2 separate regions of the Mus musculus genome follow, and region 1 is linked to region 2. A link is a contact called in public HiChIP or PLAC-seq data. All regions are on one chromosome and are shown on one strand. The core of a region is the stretch at or near the end of the contact, and the rest is flanking DNA. Distances in the headings are between cores, read along the strand shown. Region 1 holds the start of Flt1 (FMS-like tyrosine kinase 1). Region 2 overlaps Flt3 (FMS-like tyrosine kinase 3).

What was found. HiChIP or PLAC-seq counts read pairs in DNA pulled down with a chosen protein or histone mark.
Region 1: an H3K27ac HiChIP or PLAC-seq map of DN3 thymocytes shows a contact between it and region 2, with 4 times the contacts expected there. The contact joins the promoter of Flt1 here to the enhancer-like site in region 2. A contact is called at or near these places in 1 of 39 promoter capture datasets (embryonic stem cells), 3 of 15 datasets of contacts at CTCF or cohesin (embryonic stem cells, large pre-B cells and pro-B cells), 4 of 484 Hi-C or Micro-C datasets (embryonic stem cells, nephron progenitors, spermatogonial stem cells and 1 more) and 3 of 115 datasets of contacts at active chromatin or transcription factors (DN3 thymocytes, embryonic stem cells and stem cell-derived neural progenitor cells).

The regions. Positions count from the first base shown.
Region 1 is chr5:147,722,187-147,728,928 of GRCm38.p6, reverse strand. Flt1 (FMS-like tyrosine kinase 1) reads left to right here and starts at 2,918. Exons shown (of 30, transcript NM_010228.4): 1 at 2,918-3,258. The coding sequence starts at 3,195.
Region 2 is chr5:147,336,624-147,343,795 of GRCm38.p6, reverse strand. It overlaps Flt3 (FMS-like tyrosine kinase 3), which reads left to right. Exons shown (of 24, transcript NM_010229.2): 20 at 2,461-2,583. Among named protein-coding and RNA genes, the nearest start is that of Urad, 18 kb to the right of the region's middle. Within about 2 kb of position 2,590, at least 83 of the 459 cell types and tissues checked have an H3K27ac peak or open chromatin away from gene starts, as enhancers often do. A contact at or near this core is called in DN3 thymocytes and pro-B cells, where this site is marked.

The sequences.
Region 1 (6,742 bases), core at 1,669-4,168, 380 kb before region 2:
TAATGTGTTGATTCATTTCTGGTCAGTAAAACTGTAAGGTACCAACAGGTCTGGGGCACTCGCCAAGGAGCCTCAGTGTCCCAAGATGTCATAGGAGGCTTGTTTGCTTGTTTTTCTTCCAACAATGCATAAGGATTTGACAAGATCATCAGCTTCGTGTAAACAAGTTCTGTGTTGTGTGTCAACAAGGATTTTTCTTCAACAACCAAGCTTAATGTCACTCTGCTTCCTCTTCCCCCTTCTCCTCCTCCTCCTCTTCTTCCTCTTCCTCTTCCTCCTGTAGATCAGCTCTGGGTTCCCCTCCTGTCACTCTTATTGATGCTCCAACTTATTCAGTCTTGAATATTTAAGTCACTGGCTGGACAACAGTGTGTTCCTGAATGGGGGCAAGAGAGAAACTTCGAGAGAATGTGGCTGATAAGAGGAGAGAGTGTCTGGTTTTGCTAGGCAAGCAGGAGATGAAACGTTCTTTTGTACATGGGCAGGAAGCAAGCAGATAATCCACTGCAAATAGCCTTTCACACATACCTAGCGTGTTGAATTTGATCTTTCCCATCAATGGTATCTAGAAAACCTCTTTCATGACTGATTTGGTTCGAAGAGTCCTACTGTATGTAGCCCATTATTCAACTCTGTTACCACTTCTGGGGAAAGGGTCTTAGCCCTTTATTGTCCATATCAAAGTGAAGTTGAAATGTCCAATGAAACAGTTTGTATCATTTTAAAATTCTTAATAACAAAAATAACAATAACAACCAATGCAACCTACAAAAGAAATATTGGTGTGGAAGTTGTTGGCTGTAAATTAAAAGTCTGGGGCTTTTCAAAAGAGTTGGAGAAACGTATCGAAAGCCACAGCATATAAACCTTAGCTACTTCAATTACGAGGCCATTAATCTTAGATAATTGAGCGATATTTTAGCATTGTTAATGCACAGCTTAAGTTATAGATGGTTTTGGCTGTCGGTCAAATACCTGTCTGGCTTCATGATCCCATAAAGTCATTGTGGGATCATTTCTGGCAACAAACTCATAAGGATCTCCTTGAGTATTTAAAGACATCAAAATGCCTTTTGAAAACAACGCATTAAACTAAACCTTTGGGGACTGTACATGCAACACTTCCCCCAAGTTGGTAGTTCCCCTCGCTGGTCTTCCCCTACAATAAGCCATGCCCGTGTTTCTGTGCTCATGGTGGGCTTCATACCCCTCTAGAATCGTACACCTCCTTCACGTTGTGTGTCTTGGTTTCTGTCGGCCTGCTCAGCGCAGCACCTCCAGCCTCAGTGGCGATGGGTTTCCAATTGGCAAGCTCTCCCCAGCCCAAACACCTGCCATTGCTTAAAGGGGCTGAGCAGACCTCTTAAAAGATGCGTGGGCGTTAGGATAGCTCTTAGGGGAGACAGGGACAGTTTGACCGTGTGGGTGTGTCAAGACCGTCTGAGGCCGGAGATTCAGCTGGGAGAATTATAACTACCTAGTGCGGGCCATCCTGCATGATTCCTGATTGGAGAGCAATTTGAGGCGCCGGAGGCAGAGGGCAGGAATACTGACCCTAGTGGAAGCTTGTAGAGAAATCAGAATTGGCTGGGGAAGTCCGCAGGTGAGCTTAGGCTCACAGCGGTCTTTCCCTTCTGCTAGACCATGAAGGAGAAAAGGAATCTCACTTGCCCTGGCTCAGAGGCTCCCGGTGCCCTAGTAGAGCTGCGGGTGGTGGTGGCCCAGACTCTCTTAGGAATGAGGCAACTCAGGTTGCGCAACCTTCCCTACCGGAGGTTTAGTCTAGTCCTTCAGGAAAAGCCTCTGGTCCCATTTAGGAGCCATTTTATCACGGGTATCTGGCAGGTTCTATTGAGGCTATTTTTCAAACCTGCAGTATTTACAGGGACAAGACTGGGCTGCTCCGGGGAGGCCGGGACGACTTCAGCCTTCCAGTTAATGGATGCATAATTGAGGAACAACGTGGAATTAGTGTCATCGTAAATGATCTAGTGTCTCAAGTTAATTTCACCCGTTTTTTGTTCCAAGAACATTCGAGTCAGTCATCTTGGCTAGCCGGCTTCCACCAAAAAGATTTGTTTTCCATCCAGCGTTTCAGACCTAGAGTTCAAGTTCTTGGCCCTTACAAGTTGCAGGAGCGTGTCTCACGCCTTGGCTTTTTTTTTTTTTTTTTTTTTTTTTTTTAAGGTAACATGTTATTCCTTGTTTTGCTTCTAGGAAGCAGAGGGTTGAGGAAATGGCTTGGGCGGGTGCATTAATGCAGCCGAAAAAGACACAGACTCCCTCCCTTGGGACCCGCGCGGCCCCGCGCTCTTTCCGAAGGTGCCTGGCAAGGCGTCCGGTTCCCTCGGACGCTCCGGGTCCAAGTGCCTTAAGCGGAGGGTCTCTGGCGCCTTCCTTCGCTGTCTGGCAACAGTCTGGCGGGGTCAGGGACCGGCGGGACCGCTCGGGAGAGGGCTCGACTGCGCCTCGTTCCTCGGTGCCAGGGACACCGTCGCGGGAGGCGCGGCCAGCTTCCCTAGGATAAGACTTCCCGCCCCGGGGGCAGGGCGGTGCACTTAGACGGTCCCCTCCTCAGTTTCGGGCGGTCACCAGAGCTGAGTAAGCTCGGTGGAGGGAGCTGGGTAAGGATTTCCTGAGAGCGATGGGCAGGAGGGGCTGGGGCAGCAGAGCACAGAGCAAGGACCCTGAACCTGCGAACCTGTCCGGCGACCCGCGCGCCTAGCGCCACCGCACGCGCGCTCTGGCCCCCGGGCTACCCGCCCTCGCCGGCCCCCGCCCCTCCGGGAGGAAGAAGAGGGTAGGTGGGGAGGCGGATGAGGGGTGGGGGACCCCTTGACGTCACTGGAAGGAGGTGCCGGGGTAGGAAGTGGGCTGGGGAAAGGTTATAAATCGCCCCCGCCCTCGGCTGCACTTCAGCGAGGTCCTTGAGAGGCTCGGAGCGCGGTGGCGGACACTCCCGGGAGGTAGTGCTAGTGGTGGTGGCTGCTGCTCGGAGCGGGCTCCGGGACTCAAGCGCAGCGGCTAGCGGACGCGGGACGGCGAGGATCCCCCCACACCACCCCCCTCGGCTGCAGGCGCGGAGAAGGGCTCTCGCGGCGCCAAGCAGAAGCAGGAGGGGACCGGCTCGAGCGGCTGCGCCGTCGGCCTCGGAGAGCGCGGGCACCGGGCCAACAGGCCGCGTCTTGCTCACCATGGTCAGCTGCTGGGACACCGCGGTCTTGCCTTACGCGCTGCTCGGGTGTCTGCTTCTCACAGGTGAGGCGCGCCAGGGACCATGAGTTGGAGTTCGGCGGGGATGGGCAGCCACGGGGTGGTCCGGGGGAAGCGAGCTCCGGCGGGAGCCGGGGACACTTGTAGCAGCGGGTACGCCTCGGGACACACGTCTTCCCCTCCACCCCCCAAGTGGGCGCCGCTGGAAGTTGGCATCACCGCTTAGACTCTCCTTAGCTCCACGCTGGGGTCAGAGCCAGAGTGCCTGCCGGGTGTAGCCGGAGCCGCTAGTCCCCTACCGGGTTCCCGGGTAGGCGCTCACTCCTTAGACTCTGGGAGTGCAGATCACCACACGGGTGGACCTTTCAGCATCCAGAGCCTGCTCCTAGGCTGCAGCAGAGTCCTCAAGGGCTAGTTGGAGCAAGCTAGATGTCAGAGAGGCTGCCCGGGGCTGGACAGAGGTGGGGTCGTTAGCGATGAGCTCGCTCCACCAGAGCAAAGGAGGACGAAATTGGGAGGGGTCCCGTGCCCGCGGCGAGCAGATGGAGCCCAGAGAAGGGCCAGCTCTGACTCCCGTACCCGCTTGGGTCCGTCCGGAGGAAGCTGGGGAACGCACAGTCTGCAGGGTTTCTTCCCAGCAGTTCGCGGAGCGCCGTCTCCCGGGTGGGGCCTCCGCGGTGTGGGGCGGGTGTGCGGTCCAGGTCCTCGGAGTGAGTGAGTGACCCAAAGCGACCCGGCAGCAAGTTTTGGAATTTTAAGCCCTACCTTTAGGTTATGAATCTAGAAGAAAAAACAAAAAAACAAAACCACCTGACAATTTAGACTGAAAGCTGTGGTTTAAGTAGTAGGTGAAGTTTGCGACCTCCTAAATCAGCGTTCTCTAGGATATGAAAAGCGCGGGGCGGGGGGGGGGGGGCGACCGATCAGGGGCCGGCAGATTTTAGGAGCATTTAATGTGGAGACCGTCGTCATCCAAGGGTCAAAAAGCTGGAGGGACCTCGGGAACTCTAACTCCAGGTCTGCAGGCGGGAGGTCCCTTTGCGCAGAGACGCATACCAGAGCGTCTTTATTTAAACCAGCGTGGTTGGGAAAGAAGATAGAGACTAAAGAGTCAGGTAGAATAGTAGTGGCCCCAGAAAGAAAGGCAGCAAGGTTTTAAAAGACAGTAAAAATAAGCCTTTTGAAATGGGAAGACTGTACTTCGTTTCAAAGTAATGAACAGGGGTTTATAATTAAAACGGACTAAAATGGCAAAGCCAGAATCCGACGTGGCTGGTTAGGTTCTAAAATAATGATATTAAACGAGTTATTGTATTTTCTATTTCACAAATATTTTCGAAGAGCTGCTTATACGGAAATGCAACCGCTTAGAGAGTTTAAATACTGATTTATTATATAAAGACAAAACTAGCTTAAAAAATTACTGCAAACCCTTAAGTTACAGGGTGGGGGGAACAGGCGTTTTATTGGATTTTCTGCTTGACACATGTCTCTACTTTTTAATTTTAAAGCGTGGTTGGTTTTGGCTAAGCGTAATTTTATCTGTGTTTTCGAACAGTGGAGGCAGATTGAAGCAGTTCAGGGAAAGTGTACAAAGTCGCTTTGCGCCGCTAGCCAGGCGCTGAGCCCCATCAGGTGTTCTAGCCTCGATATTTATTAGTTACCAACGCCCTAACTACCATAATTACCGGTCCTCTCTGTAGCTATCGAGACCAGTGTCTCTATAAAAGTTCAGTCTCCTCTTCAAGGCTTAAGACAACACACTCTCGTTTAAGTCCACACCCTTGATTAGCTCCACACCAGTGTGCTCTCTTGCGCTGGCTCATCTCTCTCATCCCCTCTGTCTCTGTCTCTGTCCGGCTCTGTCTGTCTGTCTGTCTATCTGTCTGTCTGTCTTACGCGCCGCTCTCTCTCTTTTCCCTTCCCCCTCATTTCCTCCTTCCCTCTCTCCTTCTCCTGTTCTCCCTTACTTTTAAGCAGCTGACATTTAGAGTTTGGTAGAACTAATTAGAAATACTTAAATTGTGAGCTTGGGGTGTGTGTATTGTATTCCCAATAGTAACTCTGAGTTAAAATAAAAATTATGCAAATAGTAGCAGCCAGGTGTGAGTGCCCTGTCTGTATCCTGAGAACTCAAGGCCTAAGGCAGAAGGGTGGTGAGTTCTAACCAAGAGTGGACATTGGCTATGGAGCCAATTAAAGTCAGCCTGAACCACACAGGGAATCCCTTTCTCAAAAATAATAATTAATAATAATACCTATTCCCAAATTGGTTAGAATGCATTTTTTAATATATAGTTTTACATAGTGATTTCTAATTTTTTTCTCCAAGGCTTACACAGTTGTGCTTTTCCAAAAGTTGCATATTTTAAATGGTTATTATTTGGGACCCTTGTGGGTCCATGTTGTTTTCCAACTTATCAATCATCTTGCAGATAAACTGTGAACTAGGCTTTCTATTAAAAAAATTATTAGTGCAGCATTTTTTTTTCTGGTTGAAAAGTCTTTAATAGGCTATATAGTTTCTTTTTAAATGATCCCCAATTGGCATTTTTCTTTTAAAAATGGAGAAATTTTGTTTTTTTGTTTGTCTGTTTGTTTGTTTTCTCTATGCAAGAGTTTCTTTGTGTACCCCGGGCTGTCCTGGAACTTACTCTGTAGACCAGATTGGCCTCTGCCTTCTTAGTGCTGGGATTAAAAGTGTGGGCTGCCACCACCTGGCCTAAAACTATGGTTGACTTCCGAAGGCTCCTTTTCAACTATAACATTCAGTGAAGGAATTCCACAAAGCAAACAGATGGGGTCCTTCCGGTTTCCCGGCTCCCTGCCATTCTTCTGCATGTTAATGGGTGCTAAGCCCTTTGACACCCTAGCTGATGAGCTAGGCTGCTGCTGCCATCGGGGTCACACCTCATCTTTCTCTCTGGTAGAATGTACTAGACCAACCAATTAACTGAGTCTTTAGTGGGCTTCCTTTTGCATTGCAGGGGGTGCAGGGGTGGTCTGATGGAGGATGTGTCCCAGATGCCTCAGCCACTACATCACTATCTTGGGTCTTTTTTTTTTTTTTTTTTTCCCTAGCAGAATGTGTAACTATGACAGAGGCTAAATCACATTACCTATACTGAGGACATCTGTCTCTTTAACCTCCCACCCCTTATTTCTTTCTTTAAAAAATTAATCTTTTTAATTTCTTTTTTTTTTAAACAGCTATGTTCTAAAACTGTTCCAGATTACAACAAGGCTAGTAAACCTCTTATTTAATAATTAAACCTATTTTTTTGTGACTTCTAAAAGACCAACCAAGTCATTACTTTTTTTTCCTCTCCGAAACTATGGGGACAATTTCTGAATCCTTGAATGTGTATAATATAGAACTTGAAGTGATATGTATACCCCGCTCCCCCCCCCCCAAAAAAGAAAAAGGCTTTATAGTGACACTTGCCCCCCTTCCCTTCAGAAAAGTGGTTCTGTGGAGGGAAACTATGTGGCTGATCTCTACCCTGGCTTTTGCGGTAAAGCTAAGAGA
Region 2 (7,172 bases), core at 1,341-3,840:
TGTATCTTACTAAGTTTCTCCATAGGAAAAGATGTCTGTGTTTCAGAGGGGTAGTATGTTAATTAGGGCTCCCTAAAGAAACAGAACTGATAGAATTAAAAATAATACATATATATGTATTATTTTTAATTATAAAGTTATATATAGGGCTGGAGAGATGGCTCAGTAGTTAAGAGCACTGACTGCTCTTCCAGAGGTCCTGAGTTCAATTCTCAGCAACCACACGGTGGGTCACAACCATCTGTAATGGGATCTGATGACCACTTCTGCTGTTTCAAGAGAGCAACAGAGTACTCATATAAAATAAATAAATAAGTAAAAATTTAAAAAGTTATATATATAAGTATATATACATATAAAATTATATATTGTTTTACTCTCTATGTAAAAATATTTTATGCACAGACATACACACATACACACACGCATATATGGGGGATTTGTTAGAGCGGCTTACAGGCAGCAGTTCATGTAATCCAACAAGGTGCACGAGACTGGATGTCTCAGAAATCCCCATCTGGAGTCCCGGGGAAGTCTTAGAAAGCAGGTGGTCCTGGGTCTACATTGGGATCCTGAAGAAGTCAGTGAGAAAGCAACCACAGCAGCAGAGCAGATGGACTTGCCAGTAAGAGTGAAGGCAAGCAGGCAAAATGCAAACGCTTCCTCCTTCATACCCTCTATGGCTGCCACCAGAAGGCGTGGCCCAGGTGTTAGGCAGGTCTTCTGACCTCAGAATCCAGAAATTCTCTGTCCCCCGTGCTGCCGAGCCGCAATGACCAGTTTAGATAATCCAGCACAGTTTGTTCATGTTCTCTAATTACAGCAGGCCTTTTTATTTTTACTCTTAGGTGTGTTATGACATGGACTTTTGAAGAGCATCCAGTTTTTTTTTTTTAAGATTTATTTATTATTATATCTAAGTACACTGTAACTGTCTTCAGACGCACCAGAAGAGGGCATCAGATCTCATGGATGAGATGTGAGCCACCATGTGGTTGTTGGGATTTGAACTCAGGATCTTTGGAAGAGCAGTCAGTGCTCTTAACCACTGAACCATCTCTCCAGCCCCGGGCATCCAGTTTTTAGACGGTTTGTCTTCACTGCAGCCTTCTGCTCCAATCATGCCAAGCACTGTGCTCTTCCCCACTCTGTGACTGTGTCACACATTTGTGTGGCTCCATGCGACACTGTGCTGGGGCAGAAAACCAATGAGGATGTGACTTCAGGGCCCACAGGTTTTATGTTTCTAGGAGAAAGACAAGCAGACCTATACATCAGATCAGTGTCTTGTGATTGATACTGTCACTAAAGTTAGCATGGCTACCCCAAGGAAAAAGGGGTGAGGAACAGGCAAGAGAGCAAGAGAGCCTCCCTCGGATGGAATCCAGAGGGAGAGGGACTAGTCAAAGCCAGTCCAGGCTGGGCAGCCTTCTTGCTGGTCAGAAGGAGCCTTCCCAGAGCAGCTGGGAAGAATACGGGCAGGGCAGGTAGTCAGGAGGACATGATGGGGATGGGGACAGACATCTAGGAGATGCCACATGAAGAAAGCCAGACTTGGAGAAGGAGGGCAGGAGTCACGGCACAGACATTCCTGTTTTTATAGGCTTTGTTCTTTTAAAGGCTGAGGAGAGCGTAGTGGACCCCCATGGACACCATGTGCTCTCTTACAGAGTTCATTCCCTTCAGAGACTCTGGGCTCTACTCTCATGTACTCCTCGAAACTCATCGTTATCTTCTGTCTGTCTGTCTGCCCCCTGTACCCTGTATGTGCATGTGAAAGCAAGTGTGTGTGTGTGTGTGTGTGTGTGTGTGTGTGTGTGTGTGTGTGTGTATGAGAATGTGGGGCCCATGTACCGTAGTGTGTGTGCAGAAGTCAGAGGACAAACTGTGGGAGTTAATTCTTCCACTGTGGGACCCAGGAATCGAACTCAGGACATCAGGGTTACATGGTTAATGCGTTTTCTCACTGAGCTATCATCTCTTTGGTCCCCCCAAACTCACTTCTTCTGAATGCTTTCTTCAATCTTAATCTATTTATTCATTTAGAGACACGACCTCTATGTGTAGTCCAGGCTGGCCTCAAACTTAGAAATCCTCCTGCCTCAGCCTCTCCAGTGCTGCGATTATGGATCTGCACCACTAGGCCTGTCAGATATGATGCACTTTTATTCTGAAAGCCAGTTCTTTATCCAAAAGGGATTCTGTTCTCGCACGCACACACGCACGCACAGGAAGCCGGCTGTTAGAAGCGTCTCTGGAGCTAGGCGAAGGCCCCCTTTGGCACTTCTTTGGCTCATAGCTCCAGGGATGCCTCAGATGACTGCAGCTGAGTTAACTTAGGACTCAGCCAGTGTTCTCGGGATGTATGACAGTCATGGGTCTCTGTCCTCTGTAACTGTTGTGAGTCTCTCTCTGAAGGTGTAAGTCACAGACCATGTCATTCAAGCCTCTCTCTTCCAGTGTGTCCACAGAGACCTGGCAGCCAGGAATGTGTTGGTCACCCACGGGAAGGTGGTGAAGATCTGTGACTTTGGACTGGCCCGAGACATCCTGAGCGACTCCAGCTACGTCGTCAGGGGCAACGTGAGCCGTTTGCTTTTTGTCACGAGTACAGGAAACACCTGCACTCTCTGTGATGCGTTTTTGATTTATGGTGACACCAAGGGGAGAAAAAAAAAACTCCCAGTGCTTCACTTCTTTAGGCTGAAAAGATTGTTTTGTGCTCACTAAGAGCTAAGCAAAATAGCCACGCATCTCTGGGGGGCTGGCCACTCAGAACAGATCCATTAGGGGTTGGCATGAGATCTTCACCTGAAAAAAAAAATGCCCTTACTCAGACCTGTTTCGGTTTCCTTAGCTATAAAGTGGCTTTATATGTGTTTTATGTTTCCGATCATGAGACAAGCTAGCATGTATAAAAAGCTTTTTGTTTTTTTTTTTTCTGAACAGGCAGCACACAGGTATTCACTATAAAGTTTAAAGGTGCTGTAGTTAACTGGTAGCGTTTGTTACCCTGTTACTATATGAAGAGTTCAGGAAGACTCCAAATACAACATAACTGACATGTGTTCGTTCAAAGAGAATGTGAGGGGGCCAGAGAGATGGCTCAGTGGTTAAGAGCATAGAGTGCTTTTCCAGGGGACCCAAGTTTGATACCCAGCACCCACGGCAGGATGCTCGCAAGCATCTATAACTCCAGCTCCAAGGAATCTAGTGCCTCTGGCCTCTTTGGACATGTGTGCTCATGTGCACATACTTACACATAAGTGAAAATCAATTCAAAGTATGATGAGGCAAAAAATGAATGTTTAAGAAGGGAAGAAAGAGAGAGAGAAAGAAAGATAGACAGAAAATGATAGATAGATAAACAGACAAATGATTGATAGATAAACAGACAGAAGACATATAGACAATGATAGACAGACAGATAGACAGTGAGATGTCTCAGCAGGTAAAGGTAGTTGCTACCAAGCCTGAGGGCTGGAGTTGCCCCCCAAAAACACATGGTGGAAAAACTGGAATGGTATAAGTTGACCTCTGACCTTCACCTGTGTGCCGAGCATGCACCCTCCCCCAGCGCCCACACACATGCACAGGAATAAAAACATAATTATTCTTCTTTTCATTTTTCAAGACAGGGTTTCTCTGTGTAGCCCTGGCTGTCCTGGAACTCACTCTGTAGACCAGGCTGGCCTCGGAACTCAGACAGAGATCTGCCTGCCTCTGCCTCTGCCTCTGCCTCTGGAGCACTGGGGCTAAGGATGTGCGCTGCCACCATGTCCCCCTGGCATCAAATTTTTAAAGAAAGAAAGAATGAAATGAACAGTAAGGGCTGAAGAGCTCAGGCGTAGAGCTCTGGCCTGGCCTTCGCGAGGCTTTGGTTCAAGCCTCAGAATGAGGAAGAAAAAGAAGGAATTAGGACACCTTGGTGCAAGTCCCCCTGGTGCTGTGTGTTCAGCCAGTGCTGGGGGAGGGGGGCAGGGGGGAGGGGGAGGGGAGTCTCAGTACCATCATCCCTGCTTATGAAATGACAGCAGCCCAGGCTGCCCCAGTTCCTCCTCTCTGCTCGACACTCTCAGTACTCACTTCGGTCTGAAAATACCCACTCTGTGAAGAGGAAATTGAGACAAAGAAAAGCAACTTGCCCGCGGTTGCTAACTTGCCCCGTGTGGATGTGAGCGTGCAGAGCCTGCATCCCTGTCGTTCACGGTGGTGTCCTCCTGACTAACTTCCTACAGGATTCTGATTTTACTTCCTAGGTTCTCAGAAACCAACCAATACAATCAATGACATAGCCCTTTAACCCAAAATGAGAACTCCAATGAATGCTCATCTCAGGTGGCTTAGAGCCGGTTCCCAGGGATGGTCGCTGGCTGTGGTTACAGTACACTGACCTCTCTGTGTGCTTATGGGGTTTTCACCCCACCAGTGGGCTCTCCTGTGGGAAGGTGAATTCCGTTCAGAACCTTCTGTTAATGAATCAGGTAACCCAGCCTGGACCACAGATTGGGCCAGTGACTCCATTTGCATAGGATTTAAAAGAGGATTTCCTTCTGGGGCTCTTCTTTAGCCTGGCCAATTAAACACATGAGGTTCCTACTGGAACCAAATCAGAACAAAACTCCGTGCCCCAGGAGCTAACCAGCCACTGTGTCCTGATGCAAATCAAAGCCTGTGCAAACAGAGGCCAACCCCCTGTCCCGCCTCTGGAAGTTATTCAAGCCCCGGAGGGCAGCTATGGTTACTCTAGGCATGATCACGTAAGTCCTTGAGGGCGATGCTTCTCAGTTCTGAGGAAAGCTCCCGTAAATGATTCTCCCCGCGGCCTTGAACTTGTCGACCTCTGAGCAAATACAGAGCTCTTCCTTAACGAACGAACGGCATCGCTACGGCACTTGCCAATCCCAAGCACAAGCCTGTGTCCAAGATGACTTTTAAAGAAGTGTATTTTGCCAGGAGTGGTGCCCTACGCCTTTAAACCCAGCTCTCAGGAGGCAAAGGCAGGTTGATTTGTGTGTTTGAGGCCCTATTCTGCTTATGTCACCAGAGCTACATAGTGAGACCTTGTCTCAAAATAGAAAAACAGATGAGCTGGACGGTGGTGGCGCACGTCTTTAATCCCAGCACTTGGGAGGCAGAGGCAGGTGGATTTCTGAGTTCGAGGCCAGCCTGGTCTACAGAGTGAGTTCCAGGACAGCCAGGGCTACACAGAGAAACCCTGTCTCAAAAAAGAAAAGAAAAAAAAAAGGAAAACAAATGATAGATAGATAGATAGATAGATAGATAGATAGATAGATAGATAGATAGATAGAGATAGAGAGAGAGAGAGAGATAGCTATAGGTAGGTAGGTAGATAGGTAGGTATAGACAGGTAGATAGATAAACAGATACTTAGATAGATGTTAAATATAGATAATAGATGATAATGGGTGGATAGATGGATAGATAGATAAGAAACGTATTTCTAAAAAGCTTCTACTTTTTCTTTTTTTCTAGAACATGATTTTAATATTTTCAACTTAATATTCAACAGACAGAATAATTATTTTAAGATATATTTTGTTGTTATGTCTCCTTTTCATTTCTGATGTTATTAATTTGAATACTGTCTCTGTGCCCTCTGGTTAGTCAGGCTAAGGGTCTATCTATCTTGTTTTTTCTCAAAGAACCAGCTCCTGGTTTTGTTGATTCTTTATAGAGTTCTTTTTGTTTCTATTTGGCTGATTTCAGCCCTGAGTTTGACTATTTCCTGCCGTCTACTCCTCTTGGGTGTATTTGCTTTGTTTTGTTCTAGAGCTTTCATGTGTGCTGTCAAGCTGCTAGTGTGTGCTCTCTCCAGTTTCTTTTTGGAAGCACTCAGAGCTATGAGTTTTCCTCTTAGCACTGCTTTCATTGTGTCCCATAAGCTTTGATATGATGTGCCTTCATTTTCATTAAATTCTAAAAAGATAGACTTTACTTTCTTTTTTTATTTCTTCCTTGACCAAGTTATCATTGAGCAGAGCATTGTTCAGCTTCTGTGTGTATGTGTGCTTTCTGTTGTTTTTGTTGGTATTTAAGACCAGCCTTAGTCTGTGGTGATCTGATAGGGTATATGGGATTATTTCAGTCTTCTTGTATCTGTTGAGGCCTGTTTTGTGACCAATTATATGGTCAGTTTTGAAGAAGGTACTGTGAGGTGCTGAGAAGAAGGTATATTCTTTTGCTTTAGGATGAAATGTTCTATAAATACCTGTTAGATCCATTTGGTTCATAATTTCTGTTAGTTTCACTGTGTCTCGATTTAGTTTCTGTTTCCATGATCTGTCCATTGCTGAGAGTGGGGTGTTGAAGTCTCCCGCTATTATTGTGTGGGGTGCAATGTGTGCTTTGAGCTTTAGTAAAGTCTCTTTTATGACTGTGGATGCCCTTGCATTTGGAGCATAGATGTTCAGAACAGAGAATTCATCTTCTTAGATTTTTCCTTTGACCAGTATAAAGTGTCCTTCCTTATCTTTTTTGATAACTTTTGGTTGAAAGTTGATTTTATTCGATATTAGAATGGATACTCCAGCTTGTTTCCTGAAACAATTTGCTTGGAAAATTGTTTTCCAGCCTTTTACTCTGAGGTCGTGTCAGTCTTTGTCACTGAGGTGCATTTCCTGTGTGCAGCAAAATGCTGGGTCCTGTTTATGTATCCAGTCTGTTAGTCTATGTCTTTTTATTGGGGAATTGAGTCCATTGATGTTAATAGATATTAAGGAAAAGTGATTGTTACTTCCTGTTATTTTTGTTGTTAGAGGTGGAATTATGTTTGTGTGGCTATCTTCTTCTGGGTTTGTTGAAAGATTACTTTCTTGTTTTTTCTAGGATGTAGTTTCTCTTCTTGTGAAGTGTTTTCCATCTATTATCCTTTGTAGGGCTGGATTTATGGAAAGATACTGTGTAAATTTGGTTTTGTCATGGAATATCTTGGTTTCTCTGTCTATGGCAATTTAGAGTTTTGCTGGGTATAATAGTCTGGGCTGGCATTTGTGTTCTCTTAGGGTCTGTATGACATCTGCCCAGGATCTTCTGGCTTTCATAGTCTCTGGTGAGAAGTCTGGTGTAATTCTGATAGGTCTGTCTTTATATGTTACTTGACCTTTTTCCCTTACTGCTTTTAATATTATTCCTTTGTTTAGTGCATTTGG